3 separate regions of the Sus scrofa genome follow, and regions 1 and 3 are each linked to region 2. A link is a contact called in public HiChIP or PLAC-seq data. All regions are on one chromosome and are shown on one strand. Each heading gives the region's core, a stretch centred on a gene start, on an enhancer-like site or on the middle of the called end of the contact. The rest is flanking DNA. Distances are from core to core; before and after follow the strand shown.

Evidence for each region. HiChIP or PLAC-seq counts read pairs in DNA pulled down with a chosen protein or histone mark.
Region 1: an H3K27ac HiChIP or PLAC-seq map of skeletal muscle shows a contact between it and region 2, with 4 times the contacts expected there. The contact joins two enhancer-like sites. A contact is called at or near these places in 1 of 47 Hi-C or Micro-C datasets (fetal skeletal muscle) and 1 of 2 datasets of contacts at active chromatin or transcription factors (skeletal muscle).
Region 3: an H3K27ac HiChIP or PLAC-seq map of skeletal muscle shows a contact between it and region 2, with 7 times the contacts expected there. The contact joins two enhancer-like sites. A contact is called at or near these places in 2 of 47 Hi-C or Micro-C datasets (embryonic fibroblasts and liver) and 1 of 2 datasets of contacts at active chromatin or transcription factors (skeletal muscle).

Annotation. Positions count from the first base shown.
Region 1 is chr16:37,049,985-37,053,846 of Sscrofa11.1, reverse strand. The region is part of intron 1 of LOC106506503 (a long non-coding RNA gene); the gene reads right to left. Among named protein-coding and RNA genes, the nearest start is that of PLK2, 250 kb to the left of the region's middle. Within about 2 kb of position 2,151, at least 12 of the 83 cell types and tissues checked have an H3K27ac peak or open chromatin away from gene starts, as enhancers often do. A contact at or near this core is called in skeletal muscle, where this site is marked.
Region 2 is chr16:36,742,919-36,746,798 of Sscrofa11.1, reverse strand. All of the region lies in intron 2 of LOC110257260 (a long non-coding RNA gene), which reads right to left. Among named protein-coding and RNA genes, the nearest start is that of MIR9799, 6.0 kb to the right of the region's middle. Within about 2 kb of position 1,303, at least 23 of the 83 cell types and tissues checked have an H3K27ac peak or open chromatin away from gene starts, as enhancers often do. A contact at or near this core is called in skeletal muscle, where this site is marked.
Region 3 is chr16:37,140,080-37,143,946 of Sscrofa11.1, reverse strand. All of the region lies in intron 3 of LOC106506502 (a long non-coding RNA gene), which reads left to right. Among named protein-coding and RNA genes, the nearest start is that of PLK2, 160 kb to the left of the region's middle. Within about 2 kb of position 2,151, at least 7 of the 83 cell types and tissues checked have an H3K27ac peak or open chromatin away from gene starts, as enhancers often do. A contact at or near this core is called in skeletal muscle, where this site is marked.

The DNA of each region.
Region 1 (3,862 bases), core at 902-3,401, 310 kb before region 2:
TAAAGAGTCATGGTAGACTATGACCCACAAAGTCGGAAATGTTTACTATCTGGCCCTTGACGGAAAACATTTGTCAAGTCCTTCTATAAAGATATTTCAGAAAATGGAGATATGCAGTATTTCTTTTCCATGAAACCTCACACATCTCTTAACCCCTTTACCATAAAGCTAAAAAGAGTACAGCATGAAAATATTTCTAGCACTGAAACCTAGGGGCACAAAATAAATGCCATACTAATGCAAAGAACAATTTCAAGATTGCAATGGCCAGTTTGATTCTTTTAATTCTTTATTTCATGGTAATTTATAAAGTTGAAGGATTAAAAAATGCTATACAGTAGTTTTATAGGACATACTTTGAACTCTTAGCTTAGCCTTCAGTGTCTATTAGTTCTGAGAAAGCATTGAGAAAATTGTAGTAAGTGAACACTCAGGGGATAAAGATGACACTGGTTAGAAATACCAAGCTATCTGTACCCCCATGTTCATAGTTGCATCATTATTCACAATAGCCATGGTAGGGAAACACCCTAGGAGTCCATCAATGGATAAATGGATAAAGAAGATCTAGGAGTTCCCGTGGTGGCTCAGGAGTGATGAACTCACTAGTATCCATGAGGATGCGGGTTCAATCCCTTGCCTTGTTCAGAGGGTGAAGGATCTGGCATTGCCATGAGCTGTGGTGAAGGTCACAGACATAGCTCAGACCTGGCATTGCTGGGGTTGAGGTGTAGGCTGGCAGCTGCAGTTCCAATTGGAGCCCTAGCCTGGGAACTTCCACATGCTACAGGTGCAGCCCTAAAAAAAGGAAGATCCAGTGTATGTATGCAATGGATTATTATTCAGCCTTAAAAAGGTAAACCTGTCATTTGCAGCACCTGATGAATCTAGAGGGCATTATGCTGAGGGAAATAAGCCAGACAGAAAAAGATAAATCCTACATGGTATCACTTATGTGAATATTTTTAAAAATGGTTCAAACTTCAGTTATAAAATGAATAAGGTCTCAGGATATAGTATATAACACAGTATAGGGTATAGTTGGATAATCCTGTATTGTGTAATTGAAATTTTCTTAAATATGTTCTCTCTCATACAGAAATGAGAAATATGTGTGGTGACAGGTATATTAGTTAACAAACTTGAGGGGGAATCCTTTCACAATGCATATGTACATCAAATCATACTGCACACTTTTGTCAATTATATCTCATTAAATCTGAGGGATAGAGGAAATTGAACCTAGTTTCTTTAAACTCAGTTGAACAAATTCTTCCATGAATGTAATTGACATTCAGAAGATTTTTTTAAAAAGACTTTTTCCTATTTGAATCCTGTTCTTGTTTTAAACTTTAAGTGACACTGCCAAAGAAGCAACAAGAGGGAAGAGTTTCATTCATGCAGCAAAGGTACATTGAGCATCGAGGATGCAGCAGGCCCTGACCCTGGTACTTGAGCTCTAGCTTCACAGCAGAGACAGTCCCCTGTGAAACTTGGAAATGCACCTCCCCATCTGACTGGGATAGGGCCAGGAATTAGCCATGATTTGCAGAGAGAAGGTCTGTCAGCAAGCACACTTTCCTACTTGTGAGCTCAGACATCTGCCACCCAGAAAGATGTTTAAGAGGATCTGAGTTAATGTTTACCAACTGCTTTAATATCCTAGGATTTAAAAGGGCACATCAGAAAGAAATGGTCATGCTGGAATTTGGAGGCCATTCAAAAATTCACCCCTGCCAGTCTAATGGTTTGTTTTCAACATTTATTTAACCTCCTTCTGCTATCAAGAAACCCGAGTGTGCTCTGAGGAAGTTTATATCGAAGGAAATGGAAAAAAAAAGGACATTGTTTTTGAGTTGTTTTGTTAAGGCTTCTGGATGGCAAGAGTGTGTGTTTTGTAATTATGAAAGTTTGCCCAGCTTGTAGAGATTTTGTAGGTATAAGTCTGTGAGCCAACCAAGATTGAGTATCATGTAGTGCTCCCTTAGAAAAGCAAATATTGTTAGAGCACTTGAAATAATCAAGTCTGCCCTTGAAATAGCTATAAAGTGAACTTGGCCTCTGTTCAACACAGTCCAGTGAAGAGAACATGCCAGAGGGAAATGTTTTTGTCCACTGTGGAATGGCCAGCTGTCACTGCATGCACAGAATCGCCGGATCTGTGGGAATAAGCAAACAGTACTGTTTTCTTCACAGAAACTCATTTCCCTGTGCTTCATATTGACAATTGTGAGCTATATTTACAAAGGGGTTTCTATGCAAAAGAAGCGTGCATTAGGGTAGAGGCAAGTATTTACCCTAGCTTCCTTTTTATAGAGCCAGGTGATAACGCATTTCGAAGTGCTGGTTTGAGAGGCGAGTGTTTAATAGCACAAAAATGTTCTTTAATTAGTATTTATCTCAGCACCAGGGTGACATAAGTTGCTAATTATGCTGATACAAGAACAGATTGAGATATTCTTGTATGTAAAGGAGAAAGGGGTAATAGGCATGCCTTTTGGTTTTGGAGTGAATGTGATTTAATTTGACCCTAAATTAGCTTGGATCCTGTCTGGCCTGCATTTAAAATAGCCTTTCTAGTAGTTAAAGAGACTGTACTAGCTTTGATCTTGAACAGTAGGAATTTCTAATTGTATACTACATAGTTAATTCAATGTATCATCTCTGCACTTCATAAAGGCTATTTTTTAATCCCAACTTTGATTAGTGGAACTTTGACATATGTCTCAGGAGCTGATTATCTCCATAAGTGCTAATTTTTAAATAAAAAAATTTGAATGGAGAAATCTTTTATTTCTACCTAAGTTAAATGGAGAAATCTTTTATTTCTACCTAAGTTTAATGGAGAAATCTTTTATTTCTATCTAAGTTAGAGTATTTCACTAGAAATCTCCTTTATTAAATGAACTAAAACATGTGCACTGCTTTTAACAGGATCTATTAAATGGTAAGACCTCAATTAGCTCTTACTTTAATATTGAGAGAATGGTTATTTTAAAATATGGTTTTTAAAAGGAGAATCTGGACCACAGGTCATCTTTTCTCATTGTCGATAATCATTAATGTTTTCATGTCATTTGTTATGTGCTCCTCCTGATGCTAAACATTTACCATACAATAATTCATTTAATTCTCAGGCAGCCTTCTGTGGGGGGTACTACTGGTATCTTCATTTGCTCTGATGAGGACAATGAGGCACCGAGTATTGAGTAGCTTGCCTGGATTCACTAGCAAGCAACCAGCTGAGACAGGAACCCAGAGTGTCTGGGTCCAAAGTTTGTGCACTTTTGTCATTTTGCTGTTCTTCCATTTTAAAAGTTTAGTGTATATTTGGTTCTAGAATAAAGTCATGCCCTAGAAATTCTCTTTTATTCAGCACTCTATTGTACGCTGCTTATTGTTGCTGTCTATGATTATGGTAGGTATTAATTATGGTGAATCCACAGTAAGATCCAGAATCCCATTTGAATCAATAACAGACTGTGTAACATTTACTGTGATATCCATGTGAATTTGGAAGGGTCATCAATAGCACCATGAAAATAACTTATTAAATATTGTAGGAGCTAGGACTCCTTCCCCCTTTCAGCAAGCCAGATGGTGCTGATATGTGAGGAGTGTAGGACAGTGGGGTAAGCTTTCTGGCTATTACTTTTAACTTCACAAGAAGCCACATCAAGTGGATGACTATTGATGGAGAGTCTTGCTGGCCTCAGTAGCATTACATATTTTCAAAACTTTAATCATTAGTGTATTTCTGGAATCTTCTCAAAATAGGAATTTTTCTACTCATCTCTCCTATTAAGAGTTTTTGTTTTTTAAACTCCTAGAAAATTGGGTGACTGATACGTGTCCCACGTCC
Region 2 (3,880 bases), core at 54-2,553:
GGAAATAGGGTCTTTATAAAAGTACAGTGGGCCTTAATCCAGTATGACTGATGTCCTTATAAATGAGGAAATTTGGACCCAGACACTGCCCCTCACACCTGAGGAGACACACAGAGAGAAGGCGGCGATAGGACTGGAGTGATACATCTATAAGCCAAGGAGTGTCAGGAAACAGCAGATGATAAATGAGGCAAAGAAGACTTCTCCCCTGGAGCCATCAGAGAGCATGGCACTCCTGACACCTTGACTCTGGATGTCTAGCTTCCAGAACTGTGAGAAAATTTGTTTTTTTTTAAGTCACCCAGTTTTTAGGATGCTATTACAACAGCCCTGAGAGACTAACATACTTGCTAAGGTCTAACTGGCCCTTGACTAAACAGCCTTAGTCTCTGAGTAGACATTTTCAAAATGGACCTTAGTGGAGCTGATCATGTCCAATGCTTTTATTCTACAAATAAGAGCACTGAGATGAAAGACTTCCTCACAGTCATACAACTGGAACCCACAATAAAACTGTAGAGTGCTAGGAAAGCTCTATGTCTGCCCCCACATTGACAGGAGGCTAGTGGAACTATTCTCAACCTGATTGAGCTTAAACATGGCCTGATACTCTGCAATTCTCCTAGGATATCAGCTATGCTGAAGGATTCTCCAGAATGACCGACAGGTGACAACCTTTGCACAACTCCCACATCTCTGCAGCATTTAAAGGGGCACCAGACATTTAAAGAACACAGTTCAGATTGAATTGTAATGAAAACTTGCCTTTGTCCTTTGTTGTGCTAAAGAAAAATATATCATAGCCCTGAGAAAGATCACCATTAACTCTCTAGAACAAAGTGTTTTACTTCTTTGTGAATTATCAATAAAGTTAACCAAACACAGCTCATTGTTTAACGACTGACTGTTCCCTGCATCCTAAAGAAATGATAAGAAACTACACAGTCAGCAATGTAGACCTTGAGGAAAAAAAAACAAAAAGAGAAAGAAAGCAAGCTCCACCCAGAACAAATAGATTTCCTATAGCTCTGTGATGTTCCTTATCTAGAGGAAGGTTTTGTTTTCTTGTCAATCAACAGCCGCAGATCATCTGAGGGTTGGCCACACCTTGGGCTGGGAATGCTCAGGAAGGAATGTGGGAAGGAAGAAGGGAGAGGCGATTTCCTGATGGGTCAGCTGCTGGCAAGTGCCTGGACCCTGGGAAAGTCTTGATGGAGGAATTCCTTTCCTTGGAGAGCAGCCAGAGCAGCAGGAACAATGCTGTGATCCACTGGTGGTGACTCCCAGGTCACAGCTTGAGCAACGCAGGCCGCAGGCAGCAGGTTATGCCACAACATGTCCCAGGCTCTCGTCAGCATGTGGCTTACTCCCTGGTTCAATCCAGAGGCCAAGGCACCATATTGTTCTCAAAGCAAGTTTTCTCCGAGGGAGACAATTCACTTCACAAGAGATTAAAGCATAAGAAAAATGAACTAGGCAAACCAGCTAAGAAAAGTCCCATGAGGACCTCCAGATTGCCGTCTTCTTGGCTGATAGATTTTCCAAAGGAGAGGTCTGTTTTGACTACCACCATGATCCCTTTCAGTGCAGTTTCTGATTTATCTGCAGAGATATAAGTACTGGAGCTGGTGTTCTCCCATGTAAAGCAATGCGGGGATTATATAACAGTTAATTAAGGGGCTGCCTCCCATGCTTTTCACCCATGCCCTCTGAAGACAGCGTGATGAGGAGAGTCTTTCCTCCTGAGCCAGAGCACCACTGACAGTAACACTCATTTAAGGCAGGCTAAAGGAGTTAATTTCCACATCAGTGTTTCTCCCATGCAGAAATATGTCTTCCCTGAGTGCCAAAATTAAGCCTTTGGATGAGGAAGCATTTAACCATTCTAAGGGTTTCCTCCAGTTAGATGGGTACAGAGGAGAGCCAAAATAAACCAAGAAAAATCAATAAAAAGGCTCTATTTGGAACAAGATTTCCTATTTCTTGAGAGACTACCTGCAGCTGCTGTGATAATTTATTTGCAGTATTTTCTCCTGCCTCAGATATGAGTGGGACCCCCTTGGCCCTTCCTCAGTGTTTTGGAGGCCTCCATGGCCTTCAAATCTGGTGCACTGGTGACCTCTAGAGGACACAGTTTTGGTCTAGGCTCAATGTTAAGATGAAAAATTCATTGCTCTGGGAGATGAATACATTATCAATTTTATAGCTGCAAAATAGCTTTTAGCTCTTAAAGCATAAAAAATGTCAAGAAATTATCTTCCTTCAGGTAAAATCTCTGAAGTGCCAAGTGATCCATTTTCCTTGAGATGACAGAGAAGTTTATTGTTGATGGAAATCTAAGAAAAGATGGGCTTTTTTTCTCTGCCAAGAGGGAACTCATTTTCCAAAGGATTCCAACTTGGCTGAACCCCTGAAGACTGGCTTCAGGGAAAGCCTTCAGCTCTCCTTTTCCTGCTCCCCATCCCTCAGTGTCCTGCCCAATTCTTAACATAAGGACTTGAGAGGGGGAGTTCCCTGATAGCCTGGCAGTTAAGGGTCCATGTTGTCATGTTAAGGATCCACTGTCTGTGGCACATGTTCTATCCCTAATGCAGGAATTTCTTCATGCCTGCCACAACCTCAGCTGAAAAAAAAAAAAAAAAAAAAAAAAAAAACACCTTGAGAATATCAGAATGTCAGCAAAAAAGTTACACTCGAATCCCTCTAAGCTGAGAGGGCTTGGCATTTCCCAAAGTTGAGGGAAACCACCAGCCATGCTTCTCCACATTTTCTCTCAGCAGCAGAACTTTTCAATCAGCTAAGTGAGGTTGGGGAGGATCTAAGGCCCACAGAGACTGTATGGAGGCAAAATTGTGCAAAGAGGGGTTAATGTCCTTTAGGGTCTTCCCAAATTCCTGGGACAGAGCTGCCTCTCTATTCATACGTGGAGCCAAGACCTTGACTCACTTCCTCTCTTAAGCAGTAACATCTACTCCATGTTACTTATCAATGGGGACAAAAATCAGCCTAAGACCTCAGCAGACTATGTAAGACCACTTACAAGTGGGTCACAGCATCAATGGATAAAAATTATTTTTATTTAAAACCATCTACATTCTGGGCATTTGTCAAGTACTTATTAAACATCATCTCTCATTTTCACAACAGCCCTGCGAGGTAAATGTTATTCTCGTTTTACTGATAATAAACTAAAACTCAGAGAGCTCAACTTGGCAGTCACACACATCACTGGAAGTTTGCTCATATGTGTGGTGCTTCCACTTTATCACAAAGTTTCTAACATCACCTAATGTTAGAGCAGAAAAAGACATTGTACTCACAGTTTCATCAAATCCTCTTTATAAATAGAGGAAGCAAAACAGCATACCTGAGGCCACACATGTAAACGGCAGACCTGGAGCTAACAGCAGGTCTTAAATGCCCAGCCCAGTGCTAGGGTCGCTATACAGAGCTCATGATAATTCCCTGCTTGCCTTTGCAGGAATTTTGAGGATCACTGTGGGATCAGGATAAATACTAGACTATGACTCTCCTGTAACATCCATTTCACCATTTACCTCACCCTGGGATTCCACAGGGGAGAGCTCTTTCTGGGGACCCCGAGCGAACCCTCCGAGGCTCCCACCTCTAACTCCAAGGCCTCCTTCACCAATTTCTCCTCAATGCTCATGTCCTTCTGTACATCTACATGGGAAAGAATGTTGGACTTTCTACAGCAGAAGCAAAGGTGCACCAGAAGAATCAAGAACAGCAAGCCTTAAAATTCAAGTAAGGAGAGAGATAATGCTGAAGATTGGAAAGCCAGATGGCATTTCTACAATTGGAAATATTCTTCTCCAAGAAACTACTCATCATACGAGTTCCAGAAAGCCTCATTCGT
Region 3 (3,867 bases), core at 902-3,401, 400 kb before region 2:
TGGGAAACGAAAAGAAGAAGGGAATGGTTGTTGGTGTTTCTAGGTGTGAGAGAAGGGAAATAAGGTTGAGGAAGTCATAGCTGATGGCCGGGATTCTTTTTACCTAGTGTAGAATGTCAACTCACTGGCCAGCCATGGATACTTCTATTGTTCTATCACTCAAGATAGAACTTAATGGAGAACTTAATGTGTGTTAGGCTCTGTTGGAAATAGCAACTGTTGCAAGGTGAATTGCTGACCTTTGAGGAGAATTTCAATCCAGCTGGTGCTAAGATGTATACATATAAAAAGTGACCCACGATGAAAGATAAATATGACCACTGCCAAGTAAGTCCAGCAAGTAGTAATCACTCCTGAGATTCTATGGAGAGGAAGATTAATGTGAGCTTTCTTCTCTCAGCAGGACTTCCCTTGGGAATCTGAAAAATCAGTAGGCTTCAGATAAAGCAAAAAGAAGTGAACTAGGAACAGATGGCAGAAATCGATATGAGGAGAAGATGTTGCATTTTCTAAGTGGGAAGTTCTTAACATAATCTGAAAACTATAGTGGAGGTAGAGTATTTTGAAAAAAGACTAAAAACTTCAGTCTGATTCAGAGGAGATGGATGCTGAGGTCTGTATTTCTATAAAGTCAATCTGAGCAGAAAAGGACTGTTGGGATAAGTGTTATCTGAAGGTTTTGATCTCCTAACACTGACTCCCTTTAAAGGAAGTGACCAGACCTTGGAGAGTGACTGATGAAACAGGATATGGTCACTTTCGGTTTGGGGTCCCTTCTGGTGTGTGAGGAAGTCAGTGAAAGGGTGGCCGCATACCACATTCTTGGTCTCATCAAACCCAGCCCAGGTGCCTAAGAAAATTCCAGAATGGAGCTAGGTTCTGTACCATGGAACAATCTGCCTTCACACACACAGGCCTATTATCCTCACACTTACACCTCTCCTGCCACCATTGCCAGCACAGCTACAAGCCCCAAGCAGACACATCTGAGTGGTAGTGAGGTGGCAGGGAGCCTTGCATCTCAGGATCAGTCTTTTGGCCTGTGGATTTGTGTTCTTTGTTGTTTTTACATCAAAGGAATTTCAAATGACTATTTCCATTTTCAAAGCCAGGGTTGCAAATAATTAGCAATAGATGAGCATCCATCTAAAAAACAGCATACTCTCAAACCCCAAGTTGAGTCTCAGGTTGAGCATAAAGCTGTCATAAGCTCCCTGGTGTCGGCACCAACTGTAGAGGCCTAGGAGGATGGGGAAGTGGGCAAGGAGCCCAGTTTCTCTGTAGAATGCTGGCTTCTGAGACAGGTGCCTGGGATGGGAGTGAATGAGTGTCTGAGAAAAGGACTTGTACCCAGGAAGAATTATTAGCATTGCATTAGTGATAAGTCTGAAGACAAGAGGCAGGCAGTTCTCCTGTTTTCCATTATTATGTGAGCTGAAGAATTTACCCAGTGCAAAACAAATGGGATGCACCAAGGAGAAGCTGCCAGTACATGAGGTCTTTTAGAAGGTCTGTAGAGATATTTGTTGACACTGGTTTGGGATGCAAAATGCCTGACTTGTAATTCTAGTCATAGGCAATGTGCATAACATCAGGGCACATGTGTCTTTGTGCATACATGGGGAGTGGGGAATGCAGTTACTCTGAAAAGAGATGTAATTTCCCCATCCAAGATGGCTCATTTATTTTGATAGCTGCAAATGCACAAAAGAGCCCGGGCATAGCCTTTGGTTGCAGGTGTTCCTAGGCGAGGGGAGATTGGCGGGGGCTGGATGGTGGAAAACCTGCAGACTTCCTCTCCAAATAGAAGCTGGGAAATCATCCAACACGTCCCACTTTCCTGAGAGGAAGCAAGATGTGGGGACAGGAAGGCTGTGTCAATAAAGCAATAAGGCAAAACCTTTTGCGATTGTTTTTGCATCACAACTAGTCTGCAGCCAAGTTTATGAAATTTTGATTCTGAACAATTGCAATTTACTGATATTCTTCAACAAAATTGAAGAGGAGCTGAGTTTGTGGTCCTCCCGTGAAACCATCTGTAGAACAACACAGAAAGGAAACCTGAGAACGGGAGCCTCCCTTGTCACACCAAGAGCGCTAATTAGGGCATGGAAGATTGCGCCGCTGCTGCGTCACAACCGCCCAGAAAGGGGAGGATGTGCACTTCCCAGGAGGGGTTTCCTGCTTGGGCAAGTGGCCTCAGCTCCAAGACCTTCCTAACCTTGACCTGAAAAATAACCCATCCCACGATTCTTGAGTGGCTTCACCAAAGCCCTCCATGATGTTTCCAAAAGACTCTAAGCCAGCTCGTCCTTACCCTCACCAGCCCCCACTCCCCCAAATACACCGTCTCTAGTTTCTGGCCTCAGATTCTTTGGGGTGATGACTCAGTTGAATACAGTAGAGTCCTTCCCAACCCCATCAGCCCCTCCCCTTCTTCCTCTGATTATAATGGCCTCAAATGTCCCTTGTGCCACACTACGTCATCCCTCTCTAGCACAGCTGCTTCTGGGACAGAAATTTACTTTGCTTCCCACTGCTCCTGTGCCCACATCTAGGAGGGGAGAAATGTCAGGATGGTTTAAAGAAAACTCTTGGCCTGGGGACTTGAATCTAATGTGATGATACCTCAATCACTTTGACGAAATCTCTGAATCAAAATAGCTTGGTTGCTGCAGCAAGTTAGTTTCCTATTTTAAGAATTTAGTGCCATGATGTATCTGAGGGGAAGCTTTGTGTCCTGGTAGAGGTATGGAAAAACAGTATGGAGGTCTACCGCATTAGGCAAAGCTATTGAAGGTGCACACTGGGTGAAAAAGTGAGAAAAAAATGGTGAAAGGGTTTTTAGACTGGGACTTGTAGAACTGCCACCTATTTTGTTTTCTTCCAGTCCTTCATCTAGTTAACAAATCTCTATTGTACACAAACTAGATGCCAGTCATGGTTTTGAGAAATGGGGATACAAGATGAAGCAAAATCAGATTAAAAAAAAAAAAAGCATTGCTAAAATAGAGTGTATATTCTTGTTCAACATATATCTATAGAATGTCTCTATTTTCCAGAGATAGCTCTGGTTTCCTCCTACTATTTCACATAATCATTAGTGCCTCACCCCTTCACTCCAAAATGTCCCTGTTTGGTCAGTAGTTTATATGGACACACTCACTCTTATATACAGGGGGCTCTGTGAAGCGCTGAATGTACAAGAAGAGCTGATCTTCAGGAAACTCTTCAGCAAGGGAGCCAAGGACACAAACAAAATAATTACCATTCAAAAGTGCTGTCATAGAAATAAGTACAAGTTGCTGAGAGAATTTGCCTAGATCTTTAAACAAATAGTAGCAGTTGGCTGGAAGATAAGGGAAAAAAGATAAAGAGGTGGGATGAAAACAGATTAGAATGTGTTACTTTTTTTTTTTTTTTTCTAACTGGAATAGATGGAAAACACATTCTGTGCCCCTAAGGAAAAGACAGTGAAAGGAAATGGCCTGTTTGCAGATGTGTATGCAGTGCAAAGCCCAAATAATTTGAATATGACAAGAAATCAGTGTGAAAAGGAAATATATAGCTTATGTAAATGTATTTTTAAATATCTTATGCTCTTTTTCATACCTGACCCCATCTCTGCCCTATATACACACACACACAGATGAAGACTGGAACTGACACGTATATGTGTGTACATCTTTATGCACATGTTCCATAGTTATACACGCATTCCATTCTTCAGCTATGTGATAATCTAGGGTAAGAGAAGCCTTAGGTAAGAGGGACCCCAGAGGGGGCAGACATCTCAGTGCTTCCTCAACTTCTCCCTTTATTTTAATTTTCCCTTCCCTTTTTCCTCCTGAACTTTTACTTTCTTTC